Regions from separate parts of the Mus musculus genome. Here regions 1 and 3 are each linked to region 2. Evidence: chromatin contacts called from public promoter capture Hi-C data. All regions are on one chromosome and are shown on one strand. The core of a region is the stretch at or near the end of the contact, and the rest is flanking DNA. Distances in the headings are between cores, read along the strand shown. Region 1 holds the start of A730013G03Rik (RIKEN cDNA A730013G03 gene). Region 2 holds the start of Cd34 (CD34 antigen). Region 3 holds the start of Hhat (hedgehog acyltransferase).

Region 1 (2,987 bases), core at 315-2,814, 2.1 Mb after region 2:
TGAGAGCAAAAAAACAGAGGCCCTGTAACTGGAGGGAACTGGGAAAGCAACCACCGGAGTTTAATGCTGGAGTCTCCAGTGCTACATCACGGTAACCCTGGGACGTCTCAGAATCAAGAGAGATCTCCCGCTGTACCACCAGCCCCAGGAATGAGACTCTAGGAATACCTGCAATTTGTATCCACTGAGAGTCATGGAGGAGCCAGAACACCAGTCAGTCAGTGGCAGGTTTTCCCAGAGAGTCCTAGAGATATGCCTGTCTATCAACAAGCCAAGGAAACGATTCCTCCCAGGAATCGTCCAGCTTGTTGAACCAGTGGGTTTCTTGGAGTAACCTTACAGGCCCATAGGTGGTTCAGGAAGACCTCTGACTAAATGTTGCACCTTGTCAACCTTCTACCTCTTGGCCACTTTGGCACACCTGGAGGCTATGTGCATCTGGGGGCCAAGGGTGACTGGAGTCTCAGATGAGGGTCTGCTGTCTTTTCCTTCCTTGTGTGGCTCCTAAGGGTGACCGAAGCCAGTGATTGAGGATGCCAGATAAAGGAAACTCTTAGCTTGCCCAGGGACACCAGGCTGGCCAGCTCCAAACTCTTGCTTCTCACAGTTTGAAAAACCAACAGCTGAAGGAAAAAAAGATCTATTTTTCCATGGCTATAATTCAAACCAGTAAGAGCCTGCAGGCAGCCTGACCTTCACTGGCTTTAGACAAGATGGCTATACACAATGAGGGTGGCATGGGTCGCTGTTGGAAATTGTCACTGAAGAATCCTAAAGCAACCCCGATCATTTGTCCATGTGAGTGTTTCTTGACATGGAAGTTGTAAGAATTCATTCACAATTCCAGTTATTATTATTATTATTACTACTACTACTACTACTATTTTTTTGTTTTGTTTTGAGACAGGGTTTCTCTGTGTAGCCCTGGCCATCCTAGAACTCACTCTGTGGACCAAGCTGGCCTCGAACTCAGAAATCCGCCTGCCTCTGCCTCCCAAGTGCTGGGATTAAAGGCGTGCGCCATCACTGCCCGGCTTACAACTCCAGTTATTATAGATCTAAGCTTAACTCAGTCATTCTAGTATCGTTTAATCTGTTCTCCCCACCAAGTGTGTAGGGGGAGGGGGGAAGGGTGCGCGCGCGCCTGCACGCGCTCGCACTGCCCATGACTGTTCTCCTATCCTGGAACTACATTCCTGCAGGCAGATTTGCTCCCCAGCTCAATACATTACCCCATCCACTCCCAGCCCATTAGCCCTGCACACCCGGAGCCAGCCAGGCATGTAGCGCTGCTGCTCCCGGCACAAAAGTCCTTCGCCTCTCCGCACCATGCAGGCGGGGACCCTGAGCCTCTTCCTCATGTTTATGCGTAATAAAAAAAAGCCCGCGTTCCCTCTGCAGCTTTATGAAGACAGTCCTTGCAGCTGTGACTGTAACTGGATTTTTTTCTTACCAGCTAAGATTATGGTCCCATAACCCAATTAGTGTCATTTGGTGGTGGTCCAAGTGCCTCTCCTGCCCGGGTTTTAATTTGGGGATCCCCGGAGGCTGCACTCCACATCTGTAGCGGGCCTGCTCCTTCTCTCCCGGTATTTACTCGAGGTTTATGGCGGGATTAGCTGTGTGGTCTGGAAGCGGCTGTCCTCTTTCATCCTCACGGGTCTGGAGCCGCCCAGAAGCCTTTTACTTTCCATCCAGCCCTGGCACCTAGAGGGCAGGCAGTCCCGGCGACTGGAAAGCATCAGAGCTCGCTCCGCAGGCCTCAGAAGCGCGGTTTCGCCGGCATGGGGGGAGGTGCTGCTCGCCCCGCAGCGTTCACTCAGCGGGACTAGCCCGCCCCATCCACATAGGGTGCACGGTCCTCCCCGCCCCCACTCACGGGCTGGCGAGGGCTGGCGGGGCTCCGGGCGCCCATTGTGCAGGCAGCTGGCACCAGCTGGGAAGGGAATTAACATAACAAAGAGCCGGAGCGAGCGCCGCGCGGCCGGGCGGGGGCTCTGCAGAGCGCCCGGGGCTGGAGGAGCGCGCGGTCGCCGGCTGTCGTGCACCGGGGCAGCAGGCCTCGCGAGGCACAGACAGTGGGTGCAGGCGTATGTCGGTGACGCCGTGTGCATGTGCGTGCATGCGGGTGCGCGCCTGCCTGGGACTGCGTCCCCAGGCCTGGGATGCTGATGCCCCTGCCTCAGTTCACCTGCAGAGGTTGGGCACTCACGCGCTCAGCATCCTAGCGTCCAGATTGGCCTTCTTTGAAACCACAGTCCTTTTAACTTTCATCGCCTGTTCTCAGCCGGGTCCACACCTCGGAACTACCAGGGGAACTTTCCCCGGGCCAGGCCTCACTCTATACTCCAGACCTTTTTGGCTTGGCCTAGGCCTCCAACAGTTGACAGAAGCGTCAGCACTGGTTCTATCTGTCCCGGGCTGGACACCCCAGGGCGCGCCCTGACCCCGACCAAGGACCAGAGCGAGAGGCCAGGGCCCTACCGGGAGCCCTCGAGTTTGAGGCTTTAGAGCTTGGCCTTCGTCTCCCCTGGCTCAGAGGGTCAAGGACACATTCCTGCTTAATGCTTCTGTTGCAAGCTTTCGACTGGACAGCCTCACCTCGCTTATTGCTAAAAGCCCATGGGAAGAAAGATGGGAAAGCTCAACTGAACTATAGGCAGACAGATGGATAGACAGATAAAAAACAAATCGCTGTGTTTAGACTACTGCCAGGCCTCCGAGGCCCCTGGAGGTCTCCTGTGGGGACTGTAAAAGGAAGTCAAGGCTCAGCAGGACCCGCAACTCGCAACTCGAAAAGCGGACAGGGCCCAGATACGCTCGGCCCCTTGCGCTCTACCTCGGTGACCCCCTCTTCGCGTGTCCCGGTCCCCTCCAAATCCCATCTTGCCATGGGGTTTGGACAAAAGGGCGAGCCCTCCATAGGCCTCTCGCAGCTGTGGCAGCTGGGTGGTCCCTGGAGGGTGAGAAGCAGGCAGAGGAAGCGC
Region 2 (2,700 bases), core at 88-2,587:
GGTCAGTGCTGAGCTGAGTGACCAAAAGAGTAAGTACAGAGCATCTGATGAGGACTCCAGCCCGTGGTCACCTACCCGTGCACAGTGTAGCATCATTCTGGGCATTTTTGTCCAAGCAAGTTTTACTCCATCAAAATGGACATGTCTAGCGCTGCCAATCAGGAGAACCCAGAACCTAATTCAACTTCTCCTCTGCCAGCTCTCTTTGGGATAGACCCAAAGGCAATGGAGCAGAAGACTGGGAGAAAAGAGGTCTTGTGGGTAGATCCAGGCTACTCTACATGTTGAGTGTCCTTTAAGATATACAATGAAGATTTAGGAGCCCCAAGGGTTAAAAGCAAAATGAGTAATTCACAACCCTGAAAACCTCAAAGGACATGAGTTGGGATGAAGAACAACACCCTCCAGTGCAATAAAGTTTGCTATAGACTGAGTGAATACTATTTTTTGCCAACCTAAGAGGGGAAGAACTTAAGAAGTAAGAGTATGCGTGGGCAGCAGGAGGTGTCTTGGCCTGTCCACTAGCTTTAGAATCTGAAGGGAAGCAGAGCAAGAAAATTCCAACTAGCAATGAATGTATGTTTGTGCACGGGGAAGACTGGTGAGCAGAAGGACTTGGTGTGTACACCAAACCACCTCCCTACTAGCATCTGCATGGTTTCTGCAGGGGCGACTCTAGCTTTCTAATCTGAAATTTAAAATTGTCCTTTTTTTCCTCTCTGCCTGTTCTTTATTCCAGACTCTTCCACTAATGTCCCTCAGTCCTCCTTAAAGGTCTCCTGGCCCTTACTGGAAATGGCTACCCTCATGAATTCTTTATGTCCAAGTCCTGGGAACAATGGGTGCCTGGACCCTTCTCTGGACCACTCTGGGTCCTTGCTTCCTCAATTAAGGAGAGTTACAGAACTTTTCCTTCCTTCTGTCTGCATTCTAGCCTCAACTTTGAGCTTTGCACCTCCAGCCACGCAGAGGAGCTGGCGTCCCCCAGCACTACCTGAGTAAGCTCACTTCTGCGTGCTGGAGCGCAGGATTCCCAGGTGAGGTTAGTGGCCGGCGTCTTCCCTCCTCCCGGCCCATAGCCTGGTCCCTTGGCCCTCAGCTGTTAATACTCACGCAGCAGACTCATCAGGCAGAGAGCTACCCAGCGCCATGGCAGCAGGAGCCCCGCGCGCGTGTCCCTGTGGACCTGCATTCTCCTGTACCGCTCCGGAGATGCGCTCGGTGCAGGAGGCGGCCCGGCGCGGGACGCGCTCCTCCGCCCTGCGCAGGGGTGGGGGATATTGGCTCTCCTCCCCTGCTCCCTGTCCGGAGTGGGTGGGGGATGCTGGCTTATCCCCTCCCTGTTGCGTCTTGGTGAGGCCAGCCCCTCTCGTAGTTCCTACTTCACTTTTAACCGTGTGTCATCTTGGCTGCCTCTCGGCAGGGTCAAATTTCTCCTTTCTGATTTCTTTATTTTCAAGTTTTAAGTGTGGCAGGAAGCCACTGTGTACGCCTGAGTTTACAGGAGTATGATCTTTCAGCTAAGCAGGAAACAACACAATTCCAAGACACCTTTAGAGATAGTCACGGTGGAATCTGTGCTGCATGTTAAAATTGAGCAGGACACAAACAGGACACTAATAGCCTTTTCACAGTCCAGACCATCTGCTATCCTACCATCTCTCTTTTATACTCATTTTCCAGCAAAATCAACAGAATTTGTATTAACTTTCCTGTGATCATCCATATTTCCTTAGCTAGTTGGGTCATAGCAATTGTCAATACCATAGAGATAATATAGATACTCCATAGTACATGGTTTTTCTCCAATGTTCCCTTTTCAATCCTAGATTTAAGTTTCCTGATTCTATGGGAGCTTTTCTTGCCCTCCCTTCAGACAAAAGATTTCTTAGATTCTTACCCTGCCCTACCTAACAGACCTTCTAGCACTCCTTGTGCTTCTCCACGCAATGGTGCTGCATGTTGATGCGCTGGATTGCAGGATTCTGACTCGTCACAGGTCAGAAGATCAAGGCAGGAGGAGAGAGAAGCAAGACAAGGCATATAGCAGCAGGTAGAAATTGAGATAAGGCACAGAAGGGTCTGTGATGATGACTGTAAATACTTAGCCCTAGTTTTCCCATAATGTCTGGTCACATAACCTAAAGGGAGAAAGAAAGATCAGACAAACGCCCTGGATAAATTTCTGTATTTATTTCTCTGAAGATCTACCTCCACGAAGAAAGTACATTTGTTTGTGTTGCCTACCCTGGGCCTAATATACCTTGGGGTTGAGAAGAAGAGTATCAGTCCTCAAATCTATACTCTTACCCTGTTTCATATCACACCATTAAAACAAGAAGCGGAGGTTTTCATCATAATAAAGGCAGAGGCTCATTGAATACAACGACATTAAGTGAGTTTGTGTCAAAGTACAGTTGGCATATTGTGATGGAGAACCTGGAGGTAGGGTCAGAAAGGATTGCAAAATGTACTTTTAAAATTAAATTCTGGTCCTTGGAATATGAACTAAGAAGGAAATATTACACCTAATTCTTCAGTTTCAAAAGTGGATTTTCTTCTGGTACCTACATTTTGCTCATACTTTTTATGGTAGGTAAATTGTTATATGTAAAAATGAGTTGGTTCATTTGAGTCTACCTTTACTTCCAGATGTTTTCTCTGTTAGTTTAATTAATTAAAGTGTTTTGAGACAGGATC
Region 3 (2,700 bases), core at 142-2,641, 2.2 Mb after region 2:
TTAGATTGTGAAAGTTGGTTATATGGGAAACCCAAGACAAGTAAAGCCCATTGTTACATTGTTCTCTGAAAGGCAAGTTAAACAAACAGGCCGACTAGAAAGTAGTCTTGAGTGACCTCAATGTATATTATTAACTTCACCCGAGAAGCCCAGCAAAGCTTCCAGTCTCTTAGAATATAAGATAATTTTGTCAAAATACACTCCCACACTCAAGTCTCTTGTCTACGTGCAACTGGATTCTGATGTTTCCATCAACTGTTTTAAATCCACGTGTACTAAGAAGTACCACTTGGAATATTCCCCGCCGGCACGTTCTTCAGCTCATTGCTTAGTCTTGCTTTGGGCTTTGGTATTGTGGGTGTTCTGCATGTGAGGCAAGGCTCCACCACTGAGCTGTGTCTCCTCTGCCAATGCTTACTTTTACATTTTGAGACAGTTTGTCAAAATCACTCTGTAGCCCTGGTTTTGAACTTCGGATCCTCCTGTCTTGGCTGTATAGCTGGGTCACAAGCCTGGAGTATTTTCTCTTACACAGATGTTTCTGATTTACATTAGCCAAACCTGACTTTATTTTATGTCTTCAAATGAGCACTGTGCACATGTAGAAAAGAGTTAGACTTAAATGGCATTGAACCCACAGTAACAGGCCATTTAGAACCTGACACAGAAGAGGACCACCTCTTCTGACTGTCCCAGAGCAGAGCTAACACTTTGGCACCTTCTGGGCCAAACCCTGGGCTTTATTACAGTGACCAGACTTGTCAGGTACCAAGGCACACTGTTATTACAAATATACAAGACATATATGTTGTATGCATGTTGGGTGCTCTCCTGAAGAGGCCAGAGCAAGGCTTCCACATCTTCCTCTTGCCTCACCTCATTTTTGTGGTGCAGGGTCTGCATTAGCCTCTAATTGGAGGCTTCCTGTTTAGACTAAGGCAGCTGGTCAGGATCTAGGGGTTCGATAGAGTCTCTACCTTCAATGACGGGGCTACAGGCACACCAGCCATGCCTGGCTCTTTACTTCAGTGTGGGGATTAAACTCAGATCCTAACACTTGCATAGCAAACCCTTACTCACTGAGCCACATCTCTCCAACCCCCAGGAACTGTTAGAAAGTATATTACGTCTTCCAAACAACAAAGGCCATATGATACCAAGAAAGTATTAACTTGGCACCCTGTGTTTTTATTTTGGGCAACCTGGCACTCCTGGTCCGGCTGTTTTAGTTGGTGCTGGGGAAGGTGGAAGTGAAGATGATTTTAAAGTCGGTTTTGCAGAGATTTCTCCAGCTCTATTTAGTCTGCCCTTCACTGGTCTAAGTCATCTTCCTGTAGCAGGGCAGGCCGTACACACCCCCGCCCCAGACTCATTCCTTTGGGGACCGGAAGAATCCTGGAGCCTGAGGTTCTGGTGGGACCCTGTGTAATGATTCGGCTCCAGTAAATGTACAGAGCCCTGGCCAATCCTGCGTTCGGGAACCCGGGCACAACATCTCAGGCCAGGCGCTCACCCCCGCGGCCTCTGACCCGCGCTGTGCTCGCGAGTCCCTCCCGGGCCGCGGCTCAGCGCGGCGGGGTGCAGGGACGCCTTCTCTCCCGCTCGCCCAGCTCTGCACACTGCGATCCAGGTGATTTCGCCCGCGCGAGACAGACAGGGGAAAAGCCGTGCATCGGGGGCGCGCGTGGAGAGCAGGAGGGGGCGTGGGTGGTGAGGCCCCGCAGGGTCAGAGGGCGCGCGGGGGCTGGCGGCGGGCGCGCGTGGAGCTGGCGGCCGTGCAGGGGCCTGTGGTTGCAAAGGCTGCCACGACTTAACCTGCGCGGAGACAGGGGGCTGGCTGGGGTGCCGCAGCAGGTCGTGGGAGGCTCGCCGCTGACGTGGGGGAGAAACGCAATAGCGTTTCCGCTTCCCGTGTCCGTGTCCGCGTGCTGGAGGGCGGCGACACAAAGGCACGGAGTCCCGGGAACCGAGAACCCTGCTGCTCCCTGCAGGAAGGGCGCCTACAGGCCCTCCCCACGCCCCCACCCGGCCCAGCTCAGAGATTTCTGTTTTCTTCGTGGTGTGTGTGTGTGTGTGTGTGTGTTGAAATTGGGCCAACAAACCCGTGCAGCAAATGTTTAACCACCGAGCCCCAGTTCTCAGTTTAAAGATCTCTTTCGCTTTCCAGAAACTCTCTGGACTTAGTTTCCCTCATCTGTTCAGTGGCAAGACTGGGAGACACCAGTTTTTATGCAGGCTCTCCTCCCCCAGATTCAACAGCTATTGGCCGCTTTTAGATCAGGGCCTTCTACGTGTGGGGACTGACAGCGTTATGCAGTGTGTCTGCTCCGTTCAGTGTGGTGTTCTATTATGTAGAGCTGAGCATCTGCTCCAGTGCCACAGGACGCGGCTCAGGGAAAGCTTTGAAGGGCTGTGCGCTTTCACTCAGGGTCTAGAAGTCCATTCTTTCTGGCTTCTATTCTTCATGTTCCGACTTCCCTGTGATTTCTCTCCCCGTAGGATGGTTTATGTGCTGGCTAAGGACAGTTCTGATGGATGTGTTGTTTTGACAGCACCCCAGAAAGACAAGCTGTGTTCTCCAAGACCCTTCAAGGCCACCAGCACCAATGAATTGTCTATGCTAGGGGCTGGGGTTTGGAGCCTTCTTTGGGGACAAAGGCTTTACCTGGTTTTTACTTGGCTTTCTCTTGGAGAGTCACC

The links. Promoter capture Hi-C pulls out the DNA fragments that hold promoters and counts their contacts.
Region 1: a contact with region 2 is called in a promoter capture Hi-C map of hippocampal neurons, with 4 times the contacts expected there. The contact joins the promoter of A730013G03Rik here to the promoter of Cd34 in region 2. A contact is called at or near these places in 2 of 39 promoter capture datasets (frontonasal cranial neural crest and hippocampal neurons) and 1 of 115 datasets of contacts at active chromatin or transcription factors (large pre-B cells).
Region 3: a contact with region 2 is called in a promoter capture Hi-C map of hippocampal neurons, with 3 times the contacts expected there. The contact joins the promoter of Hhat here to the promoter of Cd34 in region 2.

What each region holds. Positions count from the first base shown.
Region 1 is chr1:192,833,790-192,836,776 of GRCm38.p6, reverse strand. It overlaps A730013G03Rik (RIKEN cDNA A730013G03 gene), which reads left to right and starts at 1,564. Exons shown (of 1, transcript NR_155503.1): 1 at 1,564-2,987.
Region 2 is chr1:194,937,458-194,940,157 of GRCm38.p6, reverse strand. It overlaps Cd34 (CD34 antigen), which reads right to left and starts at 1,337. Exons shown (of 8, transcript NM_133654.3): 1 at 1,114-1,337. The coding sequence starts at 1,192.
Region 3 is chr1:192,769,910-192,772,609 of GRCm38.p6, reverse strand. It overlaps Hhat (hedgehog acyltransferase), which reads left to right and starts at 1,391. Exons shown (of 12, transcript NM_144881.4): 1 at 1,391-1,630.